Regions from separate parts of the Mus musculus genome. Here region 1 is linked to region 2. The links are chromatin contacts, called in public HiChIP or PLAC-seq maps. All regions are on one chromosome and are shown on one strand. The core of a region is the stretch at or near the end of the contact, and the rest is flanking DNA. Distances in the headings are between cores, read along the strand shown.

Region 1 (6,718 bases), core at 618-3,117, 430 kb after region 2:
TAGCCCCCGAAGAATTTTCTGCATCTCTTTTTCTGTTGGTAGGTATTTTCTTTCTTTCTTTTTTTTTAAAGATTTATTCATTTATTATATGTAAGTACACTGTAGCTGTCTTCAGACACTCCAGAAGAGGGAGTCAGATCTCGTTACGGATGGTTGTGAGCCACCATGTGGTTGCTGGGATTTGAACTCCGGACCTTCAGAAGAGCAGTCGGGTGCTCTTACCCACTGAGCCATTCTCACCAGCCCGGTATTTTCTTTATGAAGACAGTAAGTAATATCCTGCCTCCTGTGACACCAGGGACTATTCTATCAGATTAAAGGATATCAAAATATCATAATTTGGGGCTGGAGAGATGACTCAGTGGTTAAGAGCACCGACTGCTCTTCCAGAGGTTCCTGAGTTCAATTCCCAGCAACCACATGTTGGCTCACAACCATCTGTAATGAGGTCTGGTGTCCTCTTCTGGTGTGTCTGAAGAGAGCAATGGTGGTGTACTCATATGCATAAAATAAATAAATAAATCTTTTAAAAAATATCATAATTTGGCTTTGAAATGCATTCATCCAAAAACTGTTGAAGGTAATGATCACCTTAGCTTTCTGTTCTATTTGTGGTCCTAGGTTGGTTCATTCAGGTTCTGGATGTCGGTCACCCTCCCTTGGATCTGACCTGACCTTTGCTACCAGGACAGGCTCTCGGCAGGGCATTGAGATGCATCTCTTCAGGGTTGAAACTCATCGGGATTTGTCGACCTGGACCAGAATACTTGTTCAGGGCTGCCATGCTGCTGCTGAGCTGATCAAGGAAGTCTCCCTAGGTAGAGATACTTTTGTTTGGCCTTCCTATCTATCTCTCTCTCTCTTTTTCTTTTTCCCCTCCCTTCTTCCCTCCCTCTCCCTCTCCCTCTCCCTCTCCCTCTCCCTCTCCCTCTCCCTCTCTCTCTCTCTCTCTCTCTCTCTCTCTCTCTCTCTCTCTCTCCCCCTCCCTCCCTCCCTCCTTCCTAACTTCCTTCCTTCCTGCTTGTTTTTGACAGGGTCTCACACAGCCCAGCCTGGCACTCTTGATCCCCTGCCTCACCTCCCCAGTGCTGGGGTCACAGGTGTGCACTCTCATTCCTGGTCCTGGATTCTAACCATAATTATTAGTTTTTTCAAGCCTTATCTTTATCAGTGTGTGCACATTTCCTTGTGTGTACATACATGCCATGAGTGTGCAGGTGCCCCATGAGACCAGAAAAGGGCAGACAGTGAAACAGAATTTGCTTTTGTGGGTGCTGAGAATCAAATTGGAATCCTTTAGAAAACCAAAGGATGAACCTTTAAAAGCTAAACCATCTCTCCTGCCCTCTAATAGTAATTAGGTGAAGTTACTCAGCTGTAAAGTAAAACCATTGTTTTGCATACTGATTGTAAGCTATTAAAACACGGTAGCTGAAGTGGTGGTGGAGGAAAGAAATCTGTTATCTGTCTAAGTACCAGACCTTTCCCATGCCTGCCATGTAGCACTGACCACCATACTACCACGTGGCTTTTTCACTGTGTATCATTGTAATCTACATTTAATAGTGTAAGAACCCAGGCAATAAGAATTAGATGCACTGACTACAGTTAAGAAGATTTGGCACTTAAGGCCATCCATACGCCCTCAAATACAAGTATCTGGCAGTTTGTGGCTGTGGAAAATAACGTGTATGGAGTAGGAGTTTCTCTTCAAAAGCTTGAAAATGTCTGTCCAACATTCAGGAGTTGGTTGCCTCATTTCCACTCTGGGCGCTCCCTCTAGTGGCGAGTCCCTGCTGGTTGCTTTGTTCCACAGTGGATGTGCCCCTGGTGGCAGACATTATGAACTTGGTGTTTCATATACACTCTGTAAACATACAGGTATTCCAGTTTGCCCTTCCGTTTCATGAAACAAGGGTCAGTGTGGCTTATATACAGGCAGTGCCTTAAGCCCCTCCTTCCCTCTCCAGATGACTCATACTCCTGACCGGATTAAATACCTGAAGGACAGACAGTATCAGTCCCCTTCATTCATTAAATCAACAAATATTTGCTGAGCACTATTTAGCAAGAGCTAGGCTTTATAATGATAGAGATAAAGTAAATAAGATCTACTCCCTGTCCCTGACCAGAGAGATGTGAGGAGAGGACAGACGCCATCCTGTTGTTCTCTGTAGTTAGTTTGTGGAGAGACTAATAAGGCGTTTTTTTCTTACACCATTGACCAGGGATGCTACCCCAGCCGTTCATAATTTGTTGTTTTTAAAAGTTTCTACTTACCAGTGAGCATAAATTCCTGGTGTTTTCCTCTAGTAATATAATAGTCACCTTAGTTGTCAATTTCTGGGGCCTACTCCCTTCGAAGTTGTCCTATAATGCTCAAAAAGCCTGAGTCAATCAGAGTGTCTGTCTGTCTGTCTCTCTCTCTCTCTCTCTCTCTCCCTACCCCCACCCCATGTGATGTGTGTGTGTGTGTGTGTATGTGTGTGTGTCTCCCCTCCCTCCTTTCCTCCCCCTCTTGCTTTGATCTGTCTCCTGCTGTGCTATAGGGTCAGGTCAAAGGACTCTCCAGAAACATTGAAACCACTTAAAACTACAAAACTAAACAACTGATCCCAGTAGCAGGATTTGTAGAAAACATTATTAGGAGGTCTCTCAACACCAGTCTTTGATTTTAAGAAATACAGACTGGGAGATGGGAAGCAGAGCTCAGTATCGCCATGGAGAGGCCTGGGATTCGGGCTTCAGCACTACAGAAAGAATAAACAAACAGGCATGGGCTGGGAAGGTGAATGCTTGCCACACAACATGAAGGCCCAAGTTCAGTTACCAGAACCCATGTAGACATCCAGCTGCACTGGCTCGTGTGTGTACGTCCCATGTAGACATCCAGCTGCACTGGCTCGTGTGTGTACGTCCCATGTAGACATCCAGCTGCACTGGCTCGTGTGTGTACTTCCCATGTAGACATCCAGCTGCACTGGCTCGTGTGTGTACTTCCAGGGCTGGGCAGGTCAAGGCAGGGATCCCTAGGACTCACTGGCCAGCCAGTCTAGCCAAATAGGTGAGCCCAGACCAAGGAGAGACCTTGTTTCCAAAACATAAGGTGGATAGCACCTGGGGAGGACCAATTCATAAGGTCTCTACACACAGGTACCTGTGCATGCACACAAAAATACAAGATAGGTAATATGTAATATGATTGACATTCATTTCAGTGTAACCCCGATTGACTCCTGGCTTTAGTATGTTATCTTAGAGTGTCTTTCTATTCTGTAATGTCCTGTGATGTGAAAAAGCCAATGTTCCCTTCCACTTATGAGTGTAAGACATAGGAACCAGAGCAGTGGAATGAAAACCAGATTTGTGGGGATGGTGAGTGTCATGGAAGCAAAAGAAAGAGGTATCAGAGGAATGGTGGTACTGTCGGCCGGTGTGCATTAGACAGACGTTAGCAGTGCTTTGTGAAGCTTACCAAAACTAAATTGTTTTAATTTTCTAGCTAACATAATATTGATTTCATTATGTCTGTGCACCACATGAATGCAGTGCCCATGGAGGCCAGAAGAGGGGTTGGATCACTTGGGACTGGAGTCCTGTGGGCCCTGAGATGGACCCCCTCCAGTCACCATGACATTTTCATGCACACACATCCCTGTTCATCCGCCATCACTGTCTCATCCCACACTGTTCCTCTTCTCTCCCCATCGTCCCTGTCTTAGTGTTACTATTGCTGTGATGAGACGTCATGACCAAAACAACTTGGGGAAGAAGGGATTACACTCACGGGTCCATAGAACAGTTTATCACTGAGACCAGTGAAGGCAGGCACTCATGCAGGGCAGGAACCTGGAGCAGGAGCTGATGCAGAGGGCATGGAAGAAGATGCTAATGGGCTCACTCTCCGTGGCTTGTTTAGCCTGCTTTTTTATGACGTCCAGGACTACCAGCCCAACAGTGGCCCCTCCCCCAGCAATCACTAGTTAAGAAAATGCTTGTCTAGGTTTGATCTTATGCAGACATTTTCTCAATTGAGACTCCTTCCTTTCTGATGACTAATTTGTATCAAGTTGACATAAAACTAGCCATCACAGTCCCTCTTCTGGTTTACAGTGTTTTTAATTTATTATTTGTATTGGCTGTGTGTATGTATAGGTCTATGGAAGTCATAGGTCAACCAGGATTGTGTTCCTCAATAGCTACCCACTTTGATCTACTTTTAATTTTTGTTACATTTATGTTTGTGTATGGCATGCATGGGGGTCACATGCAGGGGCTGGTTCTCCCCTTCCTTGTGGGTGCCAGGGCTCAAGTCTTCAGGCTTGGCAGCAAATCCTCCTAACTGCTGAGAGGTCTTGGTGGCTCATTTGCTTTGGAGATACAAGCTGTCAGTGCATTGTGGGGGCCCATCTATTAGGCTCTGCTGGCTGGGCATCAAGGCCTAAGAATCTGCCTCTCCCCCTCCCCAGCACTGAGATTACAAATGTGTAGCACCACACCTGGCTTTGGAGGGGGCTGGGGGAAGGGAGTTAGGTTTTGTGCTATTGTCTTTTGGTTTAGGTTTTTTTTGTTGTTTTGTTTTTGGTTTTGTTGTTGTTGTTGTTTTCAAGACACAGTTTCTCTGTGTAGACCAGGCTGGCCTCAGAGACTCACCTGCCTCTGCCTCAGAAGTCCTGGGACTAAAGGTGTGTGTGCTCCACCACGCCCAGCCCACACCTGGTGTTTTGTGTGGGAGCTGGGATGTAAAGCAGGTGCCCATGCCTCTTACCAACTTTGCCATCTCCCTGGCCCACGACATCTTTTTTTGTTGTTGTTTTTTAAAACTAAAATTGTTTCATTTTGTTTTCTGAGATAGGTTTTTCCTAGCCAGTGATGCAAATAGAGACAGGGTACATAACCAACCTATGGTATCATTTGGTTGGATTTAGCAACTTGGAGATATAATTGGTGTCCTCTCGGAGAGAAAAGGAAAAGTGTGACAAGAGGAGCAGACTGCAGAGGCCTTGGGTGCGGACAGTTCTTTCAAGAAGTGTGCTGAAAGCCGGGCGTGGTGGCACACGCCTTTGATCCCAGCACTCGGGAGGCAGAGGCAGGCGGATTTCTGAGTTTGAGGCCAGCCTGATCTACAGAGTGAGTTCCAGGACAGCCAGGGCTATACAGAGAAACCCTGTCTTGAAGGAAAAAAAAAAAAAAGTGTGCTATGGAGAGGAAAAGAAAAAGGAGAGGTTAGAGGAAGTTGAGAAGTTGAGTATTTTTTAAAGAGGTTAATGCTGGTAACTGAAGGTAGAATTGTCAAATGTTTATCAGTTATGCATGAGGACCTGGGTTCAATCCTCAGCACCACCTAGGCCAGATCTGATGGTATACGACTGTAATTCCAGCATATTCTAGTTTCCTTTCTGTTGCTGTGATAAAAACCCTGACCACAGCTGGGGGTGGTGGCACACACCTTTAATCCCAGCACTCGAGAGGCAGAGGCAGGCAGATTTCTGAGTTCGAGGCCAGCCTGGTCTATAAAAGTGAGTTCCAGGACAGCCAGGGCTATACAGAGAAACCCTGTCTTGAAAAACAAAAACAAACAAACAAACAAACAAAAAAACCCTGACCACAAGCAACTTTAGGGGAAGAAAGAACTTACTTGGCTTATACTTGTAGATCACAATCCGTCACTGAGAGAGGTCAGCACTGAGAGAGGTCAGCACAGGAGCCCAAGGGGAGAACTAGGGAATACTGCTGTAGGCTTGCTGGCTTGCTCCCAGGTTCAGGCTCAGCTGACTTTCTTATATAGCCTGGAACCTCTCACACCAGTCATCAGTTATGGCCCTCACAGACATGGTCACAGAACAATCTGATCTGGGTAATCCCTTAATTGAGACTCCCTCGGATGACTCTAGACTGCAGATTGACAGCTGACGCTAACTAGGACACAGTATTTGAGAGGTGGACACAGGACACCTGAAGTGCAAGGTCATTCTTGGCTACTCAGGCCAGCTACATGGAGACGAAAGTAAAATAAGGGGCTAGAGATATGGCTCAGTGGCTGCTCTTCTAAAAGAGACAGGTTCAATTCCTAGTATCCACATGGAAGCTCCCAGCTACCTAGTTCCAGAGGATCCAATGTGGCCTTCTGGGCACCAGGCCTGCATGTGATACAGGGACATAGATGCAGACAAAACACTCATCCACATAAAAATAAATAAAACAAAAAGTATAAAATAAAATAGGGCTGGATGGCTCAGTGTGTGTGTGAGGACCGTTGACAGCCTGAATTCCATCCCGTTAGCCACTTGGCAGAGTGAGGGAACCACTTCCAATTCTTGGCCTGGAACTTGCACATGCCTCCTGTGGCTTGCATATGTGTGTGTGCAAGGCACACATACCACAAAATAGATAAGTACCCAGTTTCTAGACATAAACATACTCAATATGATCTTCCCTGCTCTTTTTCAAGGTTGCCATAACCATAAACAAGATTCTGGTTTTCAAAAGTTTCTCATGTGCATGTTTGCTTTGCCTCCTTCCCTCCTGAGGCAACACCATTCAAATAGAACATGTGGGGAATCTCGGGGCCTGGGAGTGTAGCTCAGTGCTCTCCTGCCATGTGGAAAGACTCTCACACAAGCCTGGTGTAGGGTTGATGTCTTCCCTTTCCTGGCTATGACTTCCTGCCTGCACGACACTGTCCACAGCCAGGACTGGAAGAACCTGAGCCATCTTG
Region 2 (6,621 bases), core at 1,067-3,566:
GAGTGAGTTCCAGGACAGCCAGGGCTATACAGAGAAACCCTATCCTGAAAAAAACAAAACAAAACAAAGAAAGGCACTGACTGCTCTTCCAGAGGTCCTGAATTCAATTCCCAACAACCACATGGTGGCTCACAACTTAGTGGGATTCAATGCCCTCCCCTGATGTGTACTCATATCCATAAAATAAATAAATAAAAATTTAAAAAATAGATTGTTACAGGCTTAGACTTTACATTGATAACCTTCCTTGTGTGTTTCCCTGAAACTGAGCCCTGTAGCCCAGGCTGGCCTTGAATTTACAGTGCATCTGAGGATGACCTTGAACTTTTGTTTCTCCTTTATCAGTCCACTTCCTGACTGCAGAGATTACAGGAGTATATCACTCCCAGCTGGATAAAATCTTTAGATGATTGTCTACTTCATATTCATATCATGTTCCCATTAAGGAAAAACAATAGAGTTAGGTCACTCTGCCTTTTTTAAAAAAAGATTTATTTGGGGCTGGAGAGATGGCTCAGTGGTTAAAAGCACTGACTGCTCTTCCAGAGGTCCTGAGTTCAATTCCCAGCAACCACATGGTGGTTCACAACTATCTATAGTGAGATCTGATCCCCTCTTCTGGGGTGTCTGAAGATAGCTACAGTGTACTTACATATAATAAATAAATAAGTCTTTTAAAAAAAAAGATTTATTTGTGAGTGTGTGTGTGTGTGTGTGTGTGTGTGTGTGTGTGTGTGTGTATGTATGCATATGGGTATATACACCTATGCATGGTGCATGTACCTGTGTGTAGGTATGTACAGAGCCAGAGGAGGGCATGGGATCCCTCTGAGCTGGAGGCTCAGTAATGAGGAAGTGCTAAGATCTGAACACCAGTTCATTAGCCAGTTGATTAGCAAGCACTCAACCACTCAGCCAGCACTCCAATACTCCGTTAATGTATTTTAAAAAGATTTGTTTTGCTGCTTCCTCTTCTGCTTCTTCTTCCTCTTCCTCCTCTTCCTTCTCTTCCTTCTCTTCCTCCTTTTCCTCTTCCTCCTCCTTCTCCTCTTCCTCTTCCTTCTTCTGAAAAATGCCAAATAGCAGATGATGATACCTGTGTAGCAGGAAGGCCCAGAGAAACCCGGTACCCAGGTTAGGAGAGTGGTGATTGCCACCAAGGATTTGGCAGCTCTTTTAGGGACCCACAGTCATTGGCCTTGGGGTTCATGGAGATAAAGCAGAAGACAAGGATTGAATCTAAGCTGGGAAAACAACAACAAACAAAACAAAAACAAATAAAACAAAGCAAAAAAAACCATGAAGGGGCTGGAGAGATGGCTCAGTGGTTAAGAGCACTGACTGCTCTTCCAGAGGTCCTGAGTTCAATTCCCAGCAACCACATGGTGGGTGGCTCACAACTATCTATAATGGGATCCGATGCCCTCTCCTAGTGTGTCAGCGACAGTGTGCTAATATACATAAAATAAAAAAATAAGTCTTAAAAAAACTAAGAAAGAAAAGAAAGCAACATGAAGATCAAGTCCCTGAGGAGGCAGCCACTGCCACCCCAGGAGCCATCGTCTTGGCCATGCTTTTCATCATCCCTGTGCAGAGAGGCTACTGAGGGGACAAGATTGGTTAGCTGCACACTGTTCCCAGCAAGGTGACAGACAGGCTGCTATGTCTCAGTGTTGGTGAATCTCATTCCTGCCCCCAAAGGCACAGAGAGATCTCTGCTTCTTTTTGTTTGTTTGTTTTGCTTTAAGGAAGGAGTTTATTGCCAGGTAGTGGTGGTGCACTTCTTTAATTCCAGCACTCGGGAGGCAGAGGCAGGTAGATTTCTGAGTTCAAGGCCAGCCTGGTCTAGGAGTGAGTTCCAGGACAGCCAGAGCTACACAGAGAAACCCTGTTTCAAGGAAAAAGGAAAAAAAAAGGGGGGGGGTGGTTATTTTTGGCTCCCAGTTCTAGGGAACAGTCTATACTAGTGGGGAAGTCCTGGCAGGAGCTTGAGACAGGAGACAGCTGGTCACATCATAGCCATAGTCAGGAAACCAGAAATGATATAAGTCATTTCACTTTAATAACATAACTGCTCTTTTCTCCCCTGTAGTAATTCAGCTCCTCTAAACGTGGGTTCCCCAGTCGCCACCAACAAGAATATCAGGTTGCATCAGAAGCCTTTCTTATCTTAGAGATATTAGTCATCTCTCTCAGAAGCCACCAGGGAATAATATCAGGGCTTGGATTTCGGGCTGGCTGACAAGCACTGCCCCACCCATTTTGTGCCTACTTCCTCTGGCTGAGGTCAGACTGTGAACTCCAGTGGAGAGAACTACAGAAGCCCGTGCTCCCAGGCCAGTCTCTTAGAACAGTCCTCCTCCCTCTGTGCCAATACACGTCCTTGCATTCCTGTGACCCCCTCAGTGAAATACAAGTAGCAGGCTGTTTAAAGTCCTTTCAGTCCTGGACTTTGTCCAAAAATCTCAGCTCCTGCTGATCTGTCCCACTTCCACATACAGGTCACACAGCCACAGAAGACACGCTCCTTCCCCATTCCTGGACTGTTGGCTTTGCCACAGTGACACCTTCTCAGTGTCCCTGCCTCCGCTACTTGTCCTTCCACACCTGCAAAGAGCTTTTTTTTTTTTTGGACAGGGGCTCACCATAGCCAAGGTTAGTCTGAAACTTGCAATGTAGCCTAGACAATCCTGTCTCAGCCTCCTGAGTTCTGGGATTACAGGCATGAGCCACCCGGCCTGCCTTCTCTGAATTATTAAACCTTTCCTTTCTTCATGCCAGGCAGTGGAATTAGTTGCTCCTTAGCGAGGATGCTTCTTGTCTTCTTCTAGCCAATCTTAACGAGGTTCTCTTTCTCTCTCTCTCTTCTCTCTCTCTCTCCTTCCTTCCTCCAATTTTTTCTTTTTCTTTCTTTTGTTTGTGTATTTAATTTATTTGAGACAAGATCTCATGGTATAGCCCTGGCTATCCTGGAATTCACTCTGTAGCCCAAGCTGGCCTCAGACTCAGAGATCCCTCTGCCTCCCAAGTGCTAGGACTAAAAGTGTGTGCCACCACATCAGGTGACTTGTTTTAAAATTATATTTATTGTGTGTATGGTCCAAGTGCCACAGTGCACATGTGGAGGTCAAAGAATAGCTTGTGGGAGCTGTTTCTCTCTCCTTCCACCATGTGAGTTCTGGGAATCCTAACTCAGGTCCCTGGGCTTGGTAATAGTCATGAACTATTTCATTGTCCCAGAATCTGCTTGCTAGGCATCTCAAGAGTATCTCCCTGGTGGGTCTCAAGCTGATATCTTATCTCCAGAACTCACCACAGCCAGAGTGCTGAGCACAGTACCAGGGACTCCTACGATTGCTGAGCTGAAATCTGAGAAGAACCTCCGACTCTCATAGGTAATTTTCCTATAATGGAATTTAATGGCTGCTCTCTCTCTCTCTCTCTCTCTCTCTCTCTCTCTCTCTCTCTCTCTCTCTTTCAAAGCCACTTGGCCTCTTTATTAACCTACAGGTGTCTTGAGACTTGATTCCTGTCTAGATCCCTCTTATTCCAGAAAGGCTTCTGGGTTTGTCATTCCTCAGTGACAGGATTTCCATGTACCTGCATCAATGCATCTTAGCACCCGCATCATTCTGAGCCACACAGCTAGGAAGCAGAATAATGATAATTGGAGTCCAGCTACCTAGCCCTAAGGCCCAGCTATCACTCACACAATATGAATGTGCATGTGCATATATTCACATCCCCCCACCCCAAGTACACATACACTCAGTATGAGATAACAATAAACAACAGCAACAACAAAATGTTATTGATGATCTGTATTTACTAAGTGATGGGAATTGGGGCCAATGGCCAAACAGCTTGGGCGAGTTCCGGACCCCAGATCTTCTTCCCTACAAGAGGCAGAGTCCCACACCAGCCTGCAGAGAGCTGCCTGAAAGCAAAGCCAAACTGTACTAAGCAAGTGCCCTTGGCGGATAACATTCTAATAAAGCCTTCTTGTTCTTCTCCCCGTTTCCTGCCACACCACGAGAAGGTCCTGGGAATGGTTAGCATGGCTTTGCAGAAGGACTAACCTCCAGGGCTACTTCAGAAACAAAAGACCTTAAAGGGCCAGGCCCCGCCCCTTTGCCAGACCCCTCCCAGAGGGTCACTCCTTCCTGGCTGGGGGGCTAAACAGAAAGCTCAAAGCAGTAACATATGCACACATTCTTTTTTTTTTTATATACTTATTTATTTATTTATTTATTTATTTATTTATTTTTATTATATAAGTACACTGTAGCTGTCTTCAGACACTCCAGAAGAGGGAGTCAGATCTCATTACGGATGGTTGTGAGCCACCATGTGGTTGCTGGGATTTGAACTTCGGACTTTCGGAAGAGCAGTCGGGTGCTCTTACCCACTGAGCCATCTCACCAGCCCATATGCACATATTCTTGTTTTTAAGATTTATATCTTGCTTTCATTTCTATGTATGGTTGGCTGTGGCTGTGTAGAGGCCAGGAAAGAGTGGCAGGAGCCTCCCAATGTGGGAGAATTTGAGAGCTGAATTTGAGTCTTCTGCAAGAACACCAAGTGCTCTTAACTGCTGGGCCGGCTGGCTTCACAGTCCCATGCATATGATTCCTGACTCAGCAACTCTGAGAAACCGATCCTAAAGCCTTTCCCATACAACTCTTTAAAGCTCCACAGAATGGCCAGGCACAGTGGTGAGTGCCTAGAATCCTAGTACTTGGGAGGCAGAGGCAGGAGAGTCAGGAATTCAAGGTCATCCTTGGCTAACTAGTGAGTTTGAGGCCAATCTGCAATATTTGAGATCCTGTCTCAATATAACAAAAAAGGAAAGCCTCATACACAAAGTGTGCTTTCCTTTCATTTTAAAAAATAACACAGCATATATGAATAAACACTGTGGGATTAGAGTCCAGTGGTCTAGCATTGTCTAATTTGTGCAAAGTCCTGGGTTCAATTCTCAGCACTGAATGCGGTAATACAGCCCATACCTGTAATTCCTGTACTCTGAGAGATGTGGTAAGAGAATGACCCAGGATTGGAGAGTGAGATACAATGGATCTTCTGTTCAAGGTTAGCCTGGGCTACAAACTGAGACCCTGTCTCAATCCCTACTCCTTTCAACCCCAAAATAAGTAACGTGAAATGTATTCAGAGGGCTGCAGGCATGATTTAGTCAGTAGAGCACTTCTTAGCATGCATAAAGCCTAGGTTTGACCCAAAAACTAGGCTTGTAACCCCAGAATTTGGAAGGTAAAGGCAGAGGATCAGGAGCTCAAGAACCCAGTTATATTACTGAGCTTAAGTTTGAGGCCAGACTTAGGTACAGGAGACTCTGCTGCAAAACAAAAACAACAAACAAACAAATAAACAACAACACCACACACACACACACACACAAGGAAAAAAAAAAAAAAACCCAGGGGCTACCAAGAAGCCATAGCTGGTAACGTCCTTGCACATAAGCATGAGAACCTGGGTTTAGATCCTAGCACCCACATTCAAACCAAAAACCAAAAACCAAACCAAAATAAAACAAACAAACCAAAAATAATCCTCCTACCACATGGGTCTTGGGGACTGAACACAGGCTTCTTAAGGTTGGAGCCTTAATCACTTAACAGTACAGTCTTGTTGACCCAAGGAATCTAAACCTAAAAGTAAATACAAATGTAACATTAAAAGTGTAATGGAATATGGATATAGTTTCTGTTTCTGTTTCCTTTCTTTCTTTCTTTCTTTCTTTCTTTCTTTCTTTTTTTTTTTTTTTTTTTTAGTTTTTCCGAGTGGTTATAGTTTCATTCAGTGTTTGTGGTGTGTGTGTTAAGCCCCAGAACTGAAGAAACCAGGTGTGGTCCCACATAGCCACATCCCAGAACTCAGGGAGTGAGGAGGATCAGATATTCAGATATTCCCACTCACATTTGGCTCCATGGAATTAGTGTGAGGCCAGCCTGGGCTATAAGAAACCCTGGAGACTGAGCCCAAGGGTTTGTGCATGCTAAGCAAGCACTTTACCAACTGGGCTGTATTTCCAACCTAAGACAATTTTTTTAAATAACACTTCCACCCCCTAAAAAAAACAATAAGGAAGAAGATATTGTAAAGCAGAATATAAAAACATCAAAATTAGAATAAATAGTACATTGTTCTTTAGCAGGGAAGCAGTGTATTATAGAAACTGTAGAAATTCAATTTCAATATGTACACCCCCATTTAAAAGCTGCTTTTTTTTTTAAACTGGGGGGCTTGATTGGAAAGTTTGCATAACCCTCATTTGGTTTATGAGAGTCAGAGAAGGGTTGCTAACAGCCCGAGGTCACATAGCCAGCCCAAGTCCAGTAGCTATGGCTCCCAGAGTAAAGGCCACTCAGTCCTTCCTTCATTCAGACTGCTATTAACCTCAGCCAGTTCCCAGCCTTGCCCCACCCTCAGGACTGGGAATGTATTGGCAAACCGGATAAGCTTGCTCTGGTCTTGTTCTCCAGGGTCTCAGTTCTCAAGAAGGACTGAAACCTGCTGAAGTGGTTTGAACTAGCCACCACTTACACACAGTGTATTCTGTGCCAGACGCTGGTCTGAACGTGGGCTCCTTAGCTGATT

Evidence for each region. HiChIP or PLAC-seq counts read pairs in DNA pulled down with a chosen protein or histone mark.
Region 1: an HNF4G HiChIP or PLAC-seq map of pancreatic cancer cells shows a contact between it and region 2. The contact joins two enhancer-like sites. A contact is called at or near these places in 1 of 484 Hi-C or Micro-C datasets (B cells), 1 of 115 datasets of contacts at active chromatin or transcription factors (pancreatic cancer cells) and 1 of 9 other capture datasets (embryonic stem cells).

Annotation. Positions count from the first base shown.
Region 1 is chr8:107,000,889-107,007,606 of GRCm38.p6, forward strand. It overlaps Sntb2 (syntrophin, basic 2), which reads left to right. Exons shown (of 7, transcript NM_009229.5): 5 at 622-818. Among named protein-coding and RNA genes, the nearest start is that of Gm22085, 5.4 kb to the right of the region's middle. Within about 2 kb of position 1,868, at least 41 of the 459 cell types and tissues checked have an H3K27ac peak or open chromatin away from gene starts, as enhancers often do. A contact at or near this core is called in pancreatic cancer cells, where this site is marked.
Region 2 is chr8:106,575,060-106,581,680 of GRCm38.p6, forward strand. No RefSeq gene overlaps it. Among named protein-coding and RNA genes, the nearest start is that of 1110028F18Rik, 8.8 kb to the right of the region's middle. Within about 2 kb of position 2,317, at least 71 of the 459 cell types and tissues checked have an H3K27ac peak or open chromatin away from gene starts, as enhancers often do. A contact at or near this core is called in pancreatic cancer cells, where this site is marked.